Regions from separate parts of the Sus scrofa genome. Here region 2 is linked to region 1. Evidence: chromatin contacts called from public Hi-C data. All regions are on one chromosome and are shown on one strand. The core of a region is the stretch at or near the end of the contact, and the rest is flanking DNA. Distances in the headings are between cores, read along the strand shown. Region 1 overlaps MMS19 (MMS19 nucleotide excision repair protein homolog). Region 2 overlaps HOGA1 (4-hydroxy-2-oxoglutarate aldolase 1).

Region 1 (7,270 bases), core at 3,319-5,818:
ATTAATAGATACATACGGCTATATATAAAATAGATAACCAACAAGGACCCGGTGTACAGCACAGGAAACTACACCTCATATTTTATAATAACCTATAAGGAAAAAGAATCTGAAAAGAACAGATTTATATGTATGTATAACTGAATCACTTTTCGGTACACCTGAAACTAACACAACATTGTAAATTAACTATACTTCAATTGAAAAACATACATATATTGCCGTCTAAGTTGTGAACTCTTTCAGATCTTTGACCGTGTTCGCACGCTATCCCTCGCTACTGTGTGAGGAGAGGGAGGCGTGCCATTATGCCTGACCTGTGTCTTCCTGCACCAAAGGAAAGTGAGGCATTCAGCAGACAGTTTTTGGTTTTCGCTTCCCCTGCTGGACTGCTGGGCCAATAGCCATATCCTTTCTCTGCATTTCTTCTTAGGTTCATCTTACACTGGTATAAAGAGCACTGTCCACTTAGAGATTGTGACACAGGAAGTAGTTTTGTCAGCCAAGGTATTCTTTGGGCACTTTCTTTACTTACTTCCTGTCTCTCCCATCAAGTCCCTGCCACAGGTGGACCGACACACAGTCTACAGCATCATCACCAACTTCATGCGAACTCGGGAAGAAGGTAAGAGGCAGGGCTCTCTGGCAAATCTGGAAAGTGAGCACATCTTGTTTTCCCCCATTACCAGGACTCATTTGAGCCAGGGGGTGATAGAGAAGAGCCTGTACTCTGAGAGAATAATACAGGGAAACTGGGGATCCACTCACTCCCCAGGAAAGTAAGGAAAGGGTAGCTTTTGAGCTGATGTTTTAAATTCTTACCTCTGTAACAGTTACGTGTTGTTGCACATTTCCTCTTCACTGGGGACTCTCTTGGATAGGAAAACAAAAAGGGTCTGCTCTGGGAAGTAAGAAAGGGGAGGCACTAATAGCAGCGGAAGAGCACAGGCCAGAAGAAAGCCGCAGCTTTCCATCCCGCGGGCCGGTGGTAACTCTCTTCTCTCCTCCCCAGAGCTGAAGGGCCTAGGAGCTGACTTCACCTTTGGCTTCATCCAGGTGATGGATGGGGAAAAGGATCCCCGTAATCTTCTGGTGGCCTTCCGCATCGTCCATGACCTCATCTCCAGAGACTATAGCCTAGGTATGCATAGTCTTGAATTAGCTGGTTGGGGCTTGTCAGATGAGAGGCTTCTAAGTCCTCATTCTTTTCCCCGTTGCCTTAGGACCCTTTGTGGAGGAGTTGTTTGAAGTGACATCCTGTTACTTCCCTATTGATTTTACCCCTGTAAGTAGTACTTTTCATTCATTCATTCATTCGTTCGTTCAGGTTTTCATTGAGTATCTGTTATGTACCAGGCCCAGTTCTAGGCATTGAGGGTACAGCAGTGAACAATAGAAACGATTCTTGCCTCAAAGAACTTAACATTTTAGTAAACTAGGAAATGGAGAAACATTCGAATTAGGAGGAAGTGTTCAATTCAGCAGGCATTTCGGGGAGCTCTTCAATAATGTATTTAGTGCTTAAGGTGATGAAATTGTAAAACGTGATTCCTGACCTTGAAAATTGAAACATTTAAGTAACAATATGAGATTATGGACCAAAACAAGTGGTGTTATAATGGTTCAAAGAAGACAGAGTTCTGGGAGTTCCTGTTATGGCTCAGCAGTAATGAACCAACCTGACTTGTATCCATGAGGACGCAGGTTGGATCCCTGGCCTTGCTCAGTGGGTTAAGGATCCAGCGTTGCCGTGAGCTGTGGTGTAGGTCAAAGATGCATCTCAGATCCTAAGTTGTGGCTGTGGCATAGGCTGGCAGCTGCAGCTCTGATTTGACCCCCCAGCCTGGGAACCTCCATATGCCATGGGTGCGGCCCTAAAAAAAGAACCCCCCCCCAAAAAAAATCTTCCTTCTTGATGCAGAAAATCAATAACGCATTTTATGTTGCCAGAAGTACAGCTTTTTTTTTTTAATAAAAATAACTTTTATTGGAGTATAGTTGGCTTACAATGTTGTATCAGTTTCATATGCAAAGTAAAGTGAATCAGTTATACGTATACATACATCCATTCTTTTCTCCCACTAAGGTTATCACAGAATATTGACATTTCCTTGTGAGTACAGCTTTTTATAAAGGTGAATAAATAGAAATGTCCATCAAAAGGAGATTATTTAAATAAATTGTGGTTCAACCACATAAATGAATAGTATCAGCCACTAAAACTAATGTTATGAAAGAATAATACCATGAAAAAATGTACCTAATGTATTAAGTGAAAGAATGGATTGCAAGTCATATGTTCAGAAAAGATCATATTTTCTTAAAGTGTATGTATATTTTAAAGGGAACAGTGTCTACCAATTACATAGTCATAATACTATATCTAGAGAGAAGAAAGTTGCACCAGAAAGGTAAGGGTGCTTATCTCTGAGTGGCGAGATGATAGATCAGATGGAAACTGTATGATCAATTAGAAAATAAACGCCCACCAGACAGAAATTCCCAAGGATCATGTAAGAGCAAGCTGTCTTCCTGCCGGGGCCTCATTCCACACTCTTCTGCCAGACTGGGGATAAATCACACCCTGTTCTGCAGGGTTTCCAGGTTCAGCCCTGTGTCCAGGGTGCTCCAAAGAGCCATACAAGCCCAGGCCCCTTCTCCCTTTTCCAGCCACCTAACGATCCCTACGGTATCCAGAGAGAGGATCTCATCCTCAGTCTTCGAGCTGTGCTGGCTTCTACACCGCGATTTGCCGAGGTGGGTCCAGCCCCAGTCCATAGAAGGCACTGAAGAAAGAACAGTGAAAACATGGGGGAAGGAAGGATTCAGTACACATTTTAGGCTGTACTATCCTGCATGTGTCTTCAGGCTTGTGTGGCAAGTATCTTCAGACTGTCAAAGTGGAAAACATTACCATCTCGGGAGTTCCCATTGTGGTTTAGTGGAAACGAATTTGACTAGGATCCATGAGGACACAGGTTCAATCCCTGGCCTCACTCAGTGGGTTAAGGATCCAGTGTTGTTGTGAGCTGTGGTGTAGGTCTCAGACACGGTTTGGATCCCTCATTGCTGTGGCTGTGGCATAGGCCCGCTGCTGCAGCTCCAATTTGACTCCTTGCCTGGGAACCTCCATATGCCTCAGGTGCAGCCCTGAAAAAGAAGAAAGAAAGAAAGAAAACAGGAGTTCCCATCATGGCACAATGGTTAACGAATCCAACTAGGAACCATGAGGTTGCGGGTTTGATCCCTAGCCTTGGTCAGTGGGTTAAAGATCCGGTGTTGCCGTGAGCTGTGGTGTAGGTCGCAGACGCGGCTCAGATCCTGCATTGCTGTGGCTCTGGCGTAGGCCGGCAGCTACAGCTCCGATTAGACCCCTAGCCTGGGAACCTCCATATGCCGCTGAAGTGGCTCCAGAAAAGGCAAAAAGACAAAAAAAAGAAAAAAGAAAGAAAGAAAACATTACCATCCCTTCATTTAAAATAGTAACCTAATCCCTATATGGTGCTATCTTTTGCAATTCTATAGCTTTGCCAGCCAGCCCACTTTTCAGGTCATTGGGAGCCTGACCACAGCTTGGCAGGCTCTTGATGTAGCACCTACCCTGGGGTGGCAGTGAGGATGGGTGCTCTTAGTGTGGCTTCAATGCCACCCATACCTCACACTTGAGTTCTTCATTCTCTCCCGCAGTTCCTACTCCCCCTGCTGATAGAGAAAGTGGATTCTGAGCTTCTGAGTGCCAAGCTGGATTCTCTGCAGACTCTGGTGAGTGACTTTTCCCTTTCGAGGATCCAGCTGTCTTTAGACAATTTAAGGATGCTAAAGGATTATGGGTTCTTGGAGAGCCAGGGATGGTTCAGTGGGCCTCAAGAGAGGGATACCCAGGATCTGGGCCTATATGTTGACCTAAAGCCCTCAGGAGCATTTTTTCTTGTTCTGTAACTGAGTAACTGAATGGCAGCTGAGGAAAGGCTGACCAGGGCTCCCTCTTCATGCTTGTTTTTCATCGATCAGGACAAGCTCCTATTTTTCAGTGACCTGGCTGGGATGGTTATGAAATCCTGCTGATTTTATTGCTGAGAGCCATTATGCTGAGGTGCCTGCATATCCCAGGAAGTCTGAGTGTGTAGATCGCTGTGACCTGTGCTTTCCTTGGCAGAATGCTTGCTGTGCTGTATACGGACAGAAGGAACTAAAGGACTTCCTACCCAGCCTTTGGGCTTCTATCCGCAGAGAGGTGAGTGTCACTTAGACAGATTCACTGCTGTTAACTCCTAGTTGTCAGGTATGAGGGGACATACCACCCCTATCCTTTTCCCGCTATTGCTGTGCCTGTTTATTCAGCAAGAGAGCAGAGTTCCCTGGTGGCCTAGGGGTTAAAGATCTGGCATTGTCACTGCTGTGGCTTGGATCACTGCCATGGCATGTGTTTGATCCCTGGCCAGGGAACTTATGCAAGCCACGGGCACAGCCAAAACATTTTTTTAAAAAGAGAGGGAGAGAGAGTTGTAGTTGAATGACGAGGGTAGGGTCAGCTGTGGTGATGGCACGTGATCAGTCTCACACAGTGTCCTTCCCTGGTCACGAGCGTAGCGCAGGCTGAGTAGGGGGAGAGGGAAGAGACCTGGGAAAGGGGATCCCAACAACCACTGCTCAAGGTCAGCATTCACTTTCCCAAAAAGGGTGTGTACCAGTCCTAGTGGGACTAAGGACTTAGTGAAAATACACCAGTTAAGCAGCTCATTTGAGGGAGTTCCCATCATGACGCAGTGGAAATGAATCCGACTAGGAACCATGAGGTTTCGGGTTCGATCCCTGGCCCTGTTCAGTGGGTTAAGGATCTGGTGTTGCCGTGAGCTGTGGTGTAGGCCGCAAACATGGCTCGGATCCCGTGTTGCTGTGGCCGGTAGCAGTAGCTCTGATTCAACCCCCAGCATGGGGACCTCCATATGCCGTGGGAACGGCCCTAAAAAAGACAAAAAAAAAAGAAGCTCATCTGAAGGGTGAATTTCCATTGCTGCTTCCTTCTGGTTCTCACCACCCCAGACAGGAAATAGGCAGTAGGTGGGTGGGGTCTCACCTGGTGCAGGCTCACCTCAGTAGCCATGGGATCCCTCCCTGACAGGTGTTCCAGACGGCAAGTGAGCGGGTAGAGGCCGAGGGCCTGGCGGCCCTTAACTCCCTGACCGCGTGTTTGTCTCGTTCTGTGCTGAGGGCTGATGCTGAGGACCTCCTTGACTCCTTCCTTAGCAACATTCTACAGGGTAATGGGGCCATGGCAGCTAGAAAGGGGCGTGAGCAACAGAGAGAAGAAATCCCCTAAGGCCAGCCACCTTTCTTAAGTAGCCTCCCACATTCAGAGATTTGGGTGCTGGAGCCCTGCTTTGAGTTGAAATCAGTTTAAGTGGTAACAGCTAGCCAACTGAACTGGGGCTCATCATCCAACTTCTGTGGCCTACAGGGGAACCAGGCAACATTCAGCCTACTCCCCAGGTCTGTGATGTGCTGCCTCTCTAGACTGCAGGCACCATCTGTGTGAACCGGACATGAAACTGGTGTGGCCTAGTGCCAAACTCTTGCAGGCGGCTGCAGGTGCATCTGCCCGGGCCTGTGACCACATCACCAGCAATGTGCTGCCTCTACTCCTGGAGCAGTTCCACAAGCATAGTCAGGTAAGGAAACAGAACCTTTTGAGGAAACCATGGGACCACTGCTAGGAGAGAGAGCTAAGCGTTGAGCTTGGGCCCAGATACAGTAGCTCTTAGATTTTGTTCCTGTTAGCTGTGGCTGGTTCCTTTGTTCACTCATTTCCTGACAGTCTTACCTACAAGGATAATCCTCCCCACATCCACAGTAGCAGGACTGAAATTCTTTAAAAAATATTCTTTGACTCCAATACCCCTTAAAACATTACAGAGCAACCAGCGGCGGACAATCCTTGAAATGATCCTGGGTTTCTTGAAGCTGCAACAGAAATGGAGCTATGAAGACAAGGGTGAGGCCACCTTCCAGATGTGGTACTCTAAGGCCTGCTGCGCACTGAAACCCTCTAAAGGATGGCAGGCCAAGTGTGCTATAGAGAAGTAATCTAGAACAGCAGACCTATTGTTCTGAGGGTGTAGCACAAGAGAACACGCAACAGATGAGACCTGGTTTTTTTCTAGTATACTTCCTGGATAGCCAATGGATTAAATGCTTTAAATCTGCCCCATGGTATCTTTGCATCAGTGCTGAATAGGGCTTCCCTCTAACCTGGACTCTGTCTCTCCCTAGATGAAAGGCCATTGAGTGGCTTCAAGGACCAGCTGTGCTCACTGGTATTCACGGCCCTGACAGACGCCAGTACCCAGCTTCAGCTTGTTGGCATCCGTACACTCACAGTCTTGGGTGCCCAGCCAGGTACACTTAAGGGAAAGAGAAAAGACAGGGCTCTTGGTCCCTTTCTTGTGATTTTCTATCTTCAGTGAAGAGTAGTCTTTTTTTCAAGGCTACATCTGCAGTACATGGAAATTCCCTGGCCAGGGATTGAATGGGAGGTACAGCTGCTGACCTATACCACAGCTGCAGCAATGCCAGATCCAAGTCAAATCTGCGACCTACACCACAGCTCCTGGCAACACCGGATACTTAACCCACAGAATGAGGCCAGGGATCAAACCTGCATCCTCATGGATGCTAGTCGGATTCTTAACCCACTGTGCCGCAACAGGAACTCCCAGTGGAGAGTAGTCTTAATTCCCTGGCTTTCACTGTAACTCTGGATGATTTGGGATTTCTTTTTATTTTTTTCTTTTTATTTATTTCTTTTTATTTTTCCTTTTGGCCCCACCCGCTACATGCAGGAGTTCCTAGGCCTGAGCCTCAGCAGTGACAACACCAGATCCTTGGTCTGCTGAGCACAAGGGAACTTCTGCTTTGGGATTTCTAACAGGACTTTAGGAAGAGTTGTGGTGGGCGCAGGGGAAGAAAGATGAGGTTCCTGTTTTCTTCTAACACAGATCTCCTGTCTCCTGGGGACTTGGAGCTGGCAGTGGGTCACCTGTACAGACTGAGCTTCCTGGAAGAGGATTCCCAGAGTTGGTGAGCATCTAGAGCATAGAGCAAGCTGGTGCAGGGCTCTGTGCTTCTGACCTTTGGCTCTCCTGGGGGGAGGCAGGCCCTGCAAGGTGTGAGGGGTGTGGGAATGCTCTCTTTTCTTGGGCATTAAGAAGTTCTCTCCAGCTTAGTGGTATAGGTGCTTGAGACCTACTCGTCAGCAAGGCGGCCTCAGGAG
Region 2 (7,270 bases), core at 3,520-6,019, 110 kb before region 1:
GTGTAGGTCGCAGATGTGGCTCGGATCTGGCGTTGCTGTGGCTGTGGCATAAGCCGGCAACTACAGCTCCGATTCAACCCCTAGCCTGGGAACCTCCATATGCCAAGGGTGTGGCCCTAAAAAGACAAACAAAGAAAGCAGAAGAAAAAAAAAAAAACCACAATGAGATGTCATGACATGTCTATCAGAATGGTTAAAAAAAAGTCACAACATCAAATGCTGGTAACGATGCAGAGAGACTGGATCACTCATACATTGACACTGACGTAAATACAAAATGGGGGGGAAGCAGGCGAGTGGCGGTGATGGTGGTGGTGGTGGGCACAGATTAAAGGAAGAATGAAGAGTAATTCTTGAAGATAACTGGGCAATTTTTCTTTAGGTTTTGTTTTTAATTGTAGACGTTTAAGTGGAGTCAGAGGCACTTTTTACTGGTGTGAGGAGTTACACAAGCCTTCTTTTTCCACACCGACCAAGCGATCATTTTTAGAGAAGATAACTAGCCCCCCTTTTTGATGTCCTTGGTGCAAAAAATTAAATTTGAGTGCATTATTTAGACACAAGTAATTTCACGTGTTGTGTTTCAAATCAAAACAAACCATAGGGTTGAAGCTGGACCTCTTGAATTGAGAGAATTGGTAACTTTATTTTAATATACATACCTGAAGAATGAACAAAAAAGGCTTCCTCAGAGATACGGCTCTTAAAATTATTGTCTTTTTCATTAGATATAAAATAAGAAATTGTATAGCACTTGCAGTGAAATTATACTAGAGTATAAGCAGAACCAAAACAAAGTTGAGTAGCTTAAGGAGATCTCTCTGGAAATTTTAATTTTCTGTGAGAGTAAGTTACCATAAGTATTGGAATACATTGCTTTTCTCTCTTCAAATAAGCAACTAAATAATGCACATCTCAGACTTATTTAGCACAGTAGTTTTTAGCAATGGAAAACCTGCAGACTAATTTTTCCTTGGTTCGGGGCTCAAATAAAAAACTGAATACTATCATATAATCCAGCAATCCCACTCCTGGGCATATATCCAGACAAAACTTTCATTGAAAAAGATATATACACCACTCTGTTCATTGCAGCACTATTCACAATTGCCAAGACATGGAAACAACCTAAATGTCCATCGACAGATGAATGGATTAAGAAGATGTGATACATATACACAATGGAATACTACTCCGTCATAAAAAAGAACGAAATAATGCCCTTTGCAGCATATGGATGGAACTAGAGAGTCTCATATTAAGTCAAGTAAGTCAGAAATAGAAAGAAAAATACCATATGATATCACAAACCATATGATATGTGGAATCTAATATATGGCACAAATGAACCTATCTGCAGAAAAGAAACAGACTCATGGACATGGGGGACAGACTTGTGGTTGCCAAGGGGGAGGGGGAGGGAGTGGGATGGACTGGGAGTTTGGGGTGAGTAGATACAAACTACTGCATTTGGAGTGGATAAGCAATGAGATCCTGCTGTAGAGCACAGGAAACTATATCCAATCACTTGTGATGGAAATTGATGCACCATAATGTGAGAAAAGAAACATAACTGGGTCACTTTGCTGTACAGCAGAAACTGACAGAACATTGTAGGTCAACTATAATTTAAAATTTTTTTAAAAATACAGGAGTTCCCGTCATGGCTCAGTGGAAGTGAATCTGATTAGCATCCATGAGGACACAGCTTTGATCTCTGGCCTTGCTCAGTGGATTAAGGATCCAGTGTTGCTGTGAGCTGTGGTGTAGGTTGCAGATGCTGCTTGGATCTGGTGTTGCTGTGGCTGTGGTGTAGGCTAGTGGCTACAGCTCCAATTTGACCCTAGCCTGGGAACCTCCATAAGCCTTGAGTGAGGCCGTAAAAAGACCAAAAAAAAAATGGTACACTTAACCTGGAAAACAGTTGGTCAGTTTCTTAAAACACCAAACATGCAAACAAAATTGTGGTGTTTTTTGTTTGTTTGTTTGTCTTTTTGCCATTTCTTGGGCCACCCCCACAGCACATGGAGGTTCCCAGACTAGGGGTTGAATCAGAGCTGTAGCCGCCGGCCTACGCCAGAGCCACAGCAACGCGGGATCCGAGCTGCGTCTGCGACCTACACCATAGCTCACGGCAATGCCAGATCCTTAACCCACTGAGCAAGGCCAGGGATCGCACCCGCAACCTCATGGTTCCTAGTCGGATTCGTTAACCACTGAGCCACGACAGGAACTCCCAAAATTGTGTATTTATCTCAGAAAAAAATGAAAAGTTCTGGTCACACAAAAACCTGTTCATGAATGTTCATAGCAGCTTTTGATATCCCTAAACTGGAAACAACCAATTCTCCTTCAAGAGGTGATTGGTTGAACAAGTCGTTTATGGCCACATCATGAATTACTATTCAGCAATAAAAAGGAACAGACTATTATTGCTACACGTGCCTGAACGAATTGCCAGAAAATTATGCTGAGTGAAAAAAGCCAATCTCAAAAGGTTATAGACTCTATAATTCCATTTATAGAACAGTCAAACTGATAAAATGATAAAAATGATGAGCATATTTGTGGTTGCTGGGGGTTAAGGAGGTAGGAGAAGGAGGTGAGTAGGTATGGCTATAAAAGAATAACAGAGGGATACATATGGTGGCAGAAATATTCTGTACTTGACTTTATCAGTGTCAAAATCCTGGTTATGAAATTGTGCCGTCGTTCTGTAAGGTGTTGCTGTTAGGTGAACCACGTAATGAATACGTGGGATCTCCTTGTATTGTTTCTTACCATTGTACGTGAACCTATAATTATCTCAAAATAAAAAATTTGACTGAAAATATACAAAAAAAACATGTCTCTCTAGGAACACGCATTTTTCCTTTAGCTTCTGGTGCCAGTACGGCTCTGCACAGCGTCACCTGTCCCTGGCAGGCGTTCCATCTTGCCTTTTCTCCTTGACTCGCCCAACACAGAATGAAGGTACATGGTCTGACTGCAGAATGGATTATTTGAAGACAGGACTCTCCTGGGAAAACCGGGCTCTGAATACCCCTAGCCTTCCAACTCCTCTATTATTTTCAATCACTGTTTTTCAAGATCTGGACCCTTGAAAAGTTGCTCTCAAGGCCCAGGGTTCCCTTCCTCTAGGCAGTGCCTCTCTAAGTAAAGTTCCAGGATTCCTTATGTCACATTCACCCAGGATGCTTGTTTCAATGCCTATTCCTGGCATTCCTAAAGGAGTAGAATTTTAACCAGCTCCCTAAATGAATTCTAATGCACATTTAAGTTTGAGACCCAATGGGGCTCCGCTTTGAAGTCAAGATTTGCTGGGGAGGCACAAAGCAGTCCCATACTGGAGTGTTCTCGAAAAGGACTTTCTGAAAGAAAAGAGACTAAGTGGGGACCTCTGTGCCAGTCCTGGCTCCTGCTCCAATGAGGACACAGACCACCCTCACTCTGGGGCCATTGGCTGGGAGCTCACCGCGGTGTTTGGCTCAATGAGGCGGTGTTGCAGCTTCTGGGCATCTTCCCATTGCCCTGTGAGGCAGAGTCGCTCCAGCTGGCACACCTGAGCCCCTAGGACATTGGCCAGGGCGCACACGCCCCCCACAGCTCCTGCCACAGAGTAAAATGCAGAATATCAGCCAGAGCCTCTTCCTGCAGAGAATCCCAAATCCTGGTCCCCGGCACATCTTTGTTCTGGGGAGACAGGCTGTGGATTTCTACACCCTGGTTAGCCACATCTAACGCATGCTCTGCGCGTTCACAGAGTACAGATTTCCACAGAGGATATTTCCAGCATCTTCAACATAGAATCTCCCAGGCTGGGGGCAGGGAGCAGAGCCTAACTCAAGGACAGTTCCTCCTCTGCACCCCTTTCCCCTCAGAGTAAAGTCTCACCTGCCAGCTGACATCCCCACGCTCCTCCAATAGCCCCCTGACTCATCAGTCCTGGAAGCGGGTGGAAAAGACAGGAAGCCTTTGCTCTACTGAAATTTTATTCCCCCCAGAGAATTCAGCCTGGGACGCGGTGGGGAGGGAAAGGGAGGGGAACATGCTCCAGACACAGGAGACCGGGCACTTCCTCCCTTTGGCTGCATGAACTTGGACAAATCTTGGGCTGTCTCTCGTCCTCTTTGTTTTCATCTGGGCAATGAAAACGGGCTGGCTGTGATCTCCAAAGGTCCTGCCACTTCTGCCAAGCCTGTGAGTGTGATTCCAAGGCTAGGTAGAAGTGATCCTGAGCAAAGTGGCCTCCAGACTGGAGAGAGAACAGGCAATCTGGAGTGAGCTAATATAGCTGCCATTTACTGAAAACCTACTATGTGCCAAGTCCTACGGCAGACACAGGGCCGATGTTCTTGAGTCCTCCCAAGACCTCCATGCATAGCAGAGAGGAAACTCGGGCCCAGAGCAGTGGGATAACTTGCCCAGTGATATTCAGTGAATAAATGGCAGAGCTCAGATTCCAGCTCAGATCCCCAGATCCAGAGCCGTGCTATTTCCATCTACCACACTCTCAGGAATGTAGCATAAGTGGGTCCCCTCTTCTCCCCCCTTTCGAGACTGGGACATAGCCGAGGGGAATTATCCAGGACCTACACCACCAGCCAAAGTCTGCAGAGACCAGAGAGAAGAGGAACCAGCATGGCCCCTGCTGAAACTGTCACTCAAATCTTCACTCACTGGGGCTTCAGCTGAGGGGAGGGAAGCATCTACTCCAACCTGAACTCAAGGACTTTGACCCCAAGGTCAAGAGCAGTTGGTTTAATGGTGACATTCCTAGGTTCCTGGACTGGAACAGAATCTGATCAGGCAGCTGAAGATCCTCCGCCCTACCCTGCACGCCTGACAACTCGCTCTGGCCTGGGCCCAGGGTCGGAGGAAAACACACTCTCGGACTCGTGGGAAGGGCCCCACGGTCTCTGCCCTCAGAGAATGATTTGCAAGGTGAGATTAGAGGACCTAAATTTGTCACCTAAGCAGGGAGCCTGGGACTTAGAGCAAACTACAGACATCCCCACCACAGGCCAGGGATTGTACACAGACACCCTCTTCCGCCCAATAAGGTCACTTACGAGCACCCACTATTCAGATAAGCGAGAAGCGGGCCTGGCCTCTGAGGCTTCGGAGCAGGCAGGCTGGCAAAGGCCCTCTGCAGACCCAGCCCCAGCCCTCACCGTCTCTCCCAGCAGAACCCAGCTGTCTGGGTTTATCTTGATCTCTCATCACAGTTGGAGAGCAGCAGGAAGCCTACCCACAGCATAGCTGGCCAGCAGGAAGCCCGCCGATCCAGCCAGCACCTGGAAATCCTGCCTCCTGGTTTTGTGAACAATCAGCCCAATCCTGGTCACCTGCAACAGCAAAGCTGGTGTCAGAGCTGGGCCACCAGCCTGGATGGGGCTGGGCAAGTGTGGGAGAAGACGTGCCCAGGTCCCAGAGAAATGCCCCAAAGTTCAGACGAACCCCAGAGAGCCCACAGGGCAGAGGGAACCCACACAGGGGCCCAGGACTGAAGTGGGTCCCAGAACTGCTCTGAAGTTGGCAGAAAAAGAGGAGGGGGTGCCCCAGCTGAGAGCTGTTGCCACTCACGTCACCACCGCTGTCCTTGATGCCCACGATATTCGGGTGCTGGGAAAGCGTGACCACCGCATCCACGGGCAGGTCCAGCCCCGTGTTGGCTGGGACACTGTACAGCACCACAGGTATTGGAGACAGGTCAGCAACCTGAGGGGAGGAGAGAAGAGGGGGGAAGGCAGCTGCCCCGGGCCTGGGTCTCTGCAGGGGACCTCTCCCAGGGCTCCCTCCTGGACTAGAAGTCACAGAGCTTGGCACCTGATCGCAACCACTAAACTGGGTGATAGTTAGAGTGTGCCAGATGCAGTTCTAAGTCCTTTGTGATTTTTGGTTTTTGTTTTTATAACTGCACCTGCTGCATATGGAAGTTCCTGAGCTAGGGGTTGAATCAGAGCTGTTGCTGCTAACTTACGCCACAGCCACAGCAACGCCAGATCCTAGCCTTAACTGTGAACTACACCACAGTTCACAGCAACACTGGATCCTTAACCCACTAAGTGAGGCCAGGGATTGAACCTGTAACCTCATGGATACCAATCAAGATCATAATCCACTGAGGCACAGTGGGAACTCCTATGCAGGGTTCTTAACACACTGAGCCACAACAGAAACTCCCAAGTCCTTTATGGTTTTTTGGGGGTTTTTTTTGTTTTGTTTTGTTTTTTTATTGCCTTTTCTAGGGCTGCTCTCAGGGCATATGGAGGTTCCCAGGCTAGGGATCCAATCTGAGCTGTTGCTGCCAGTCTATGCCACAGCCACAGCAATGCAGGATCCAAGCCGCGTCTGCAACCTACACCACAGCTCACGGCAACGCCAGATCCTTAACCTGCTGAGTGAGGCCAGGATTCGAACCTGCAACCTCATGGTTCCTAGTCAGATTCGTTCACCACTGCCATGACAGGAACTCCTAAGTCCTCTATGTTCTGATCGAACTCCATCCTCACACCTCCCTAGGAGGATGATTCCATCATTCCTCCCATCTGAGAGGGGAGGAAACAGCAACAGCCTGGTTAGATCAGTCGCCCACTGTCTCACAGTTGGTTCACAGTGGCGTCCCTCCCCTTTCCCAAAGCTGCCATTCATGGGAAGTAGGCTCACCACTCTGCTCCCAGCTTCTCTCCCCTCCCCTCTTCTCCCCAGGCAGAACTGCTATCTCACCCAGCCTCCTCTTGGTCCCAAGCCTTAAAGCCAAGCCCACCCCTCACTCCCACCTTGGTGTAGTGGTGAATGAGGGCAGCGCTGCTCATGCGGCCACGATAGTAGCAAGGGGTCACCACCATCACGGCATCAGCCCCGACCTGGGCCATGCTCACCGTCATCTCCACTGTGGCTTGAGTGGCTGCAGGAAGAAAGAGGGAGTCTTCCCTTCAGGCCTTGGAGGCTGAGAGCAGGAGGAAGAAGGGGTGGCTAGGTCTCTGGGGCAAGCAAGGAGTGCACAAGAGATAGAGTAAGACTGGACTGAAGCCAGCCCCAGGGCTGAGGACCCTGCCCCCCACACCCAGCCACGCCCGGGGCCCCGAACATCATGGCCTCACACTCGCAGCCGGAGCCGGCTAGCAGGAGCTTGTCCTTAGGCATGGCCTGGCGCACTCGGCTCACCACCTCCAGGCGCTCGCTGCTGGTCAGGAAGGGGAACTCGCCGTTGGAACCCTGGACCACGAAACCTGTGAGAGAGGCCCCATCACAGCCAGCAACACCT

What was found. Hi-C and Micro-C count contacts between places; a contact is called where the count stands out from the background.
Region 2: a contact with region 1 is called in a Hi-C map of liver, with 3 times the contacts expected there. The contact joins two enhancer-like sites. A contact is called at or near these places in 2 of 47 Hi-C or Micro-C datasets (embryonic fibroblasts and liver).

What each region holds. Positions count from the first base shown.
Region 1 is chr14:108,860,484-108,867,753 of Sscrofa11.1, reverse strand. It overlaps MMS19 (MMS19 nucleotide excision repair protein homolog), which reads left to right. Exons shown (of 31, transcript XM_013990467.2): 6 at 556-625; 7 at 1,013-1,141; 8 at 1,224-1,285; 9 at 2,671-2,757; 10 at 3,688-3,762; 11 at 4,157-4,234; 12 at 5,123-5,261; 13 at 5,515-5,669; 14 at 5,914-5,992; 15 at 6,271-6,396; 16 at 6,996-7,077. Among named protein-coding and RNA genes, the nearest start is that of ZDHHC16, 21 kb to the right of the region's middle. Within about 2 kb of position 4,568, at least 20 of the 83 cell types and tissues checked have an H3K27ac peak or open chromatin away from gene starts, as enhancers often do. A contact at or near this core is called in liver, where this site is marked.
Region 2 is chr14:108,971,315-108,978,584 of Sscrofa11.1, reverse strand. It overlaps HOGA1 (4-hydroxy-2-oxoglutarate aldolase 1), which reads right to left. Exons shown (of 7, transcript NM_001190169.1): 2 at 7,107-7,235; 3 at 6,783-6,910; 4 at 5,587-5,721; 5 at 5,252-5,348; 6 at 3,476-3,609. It overlaps C14H10orf62, which reads right to left. Exons shown (of 1, transcript XM_021074392.1): 1 at 7,242-7,270. Among named protein-coding and RNA genes, the nearest start is that of C14H10orf62, 12 kb to the right of the region's middle. Within about 2 kb of position 4,769, at least 9 of the 83 cell types and tissues checked have an H3K27ac peak or open chromatin away from gene starts, as enhancers often do. A contact at or near this core is called in liver, where this site is marked.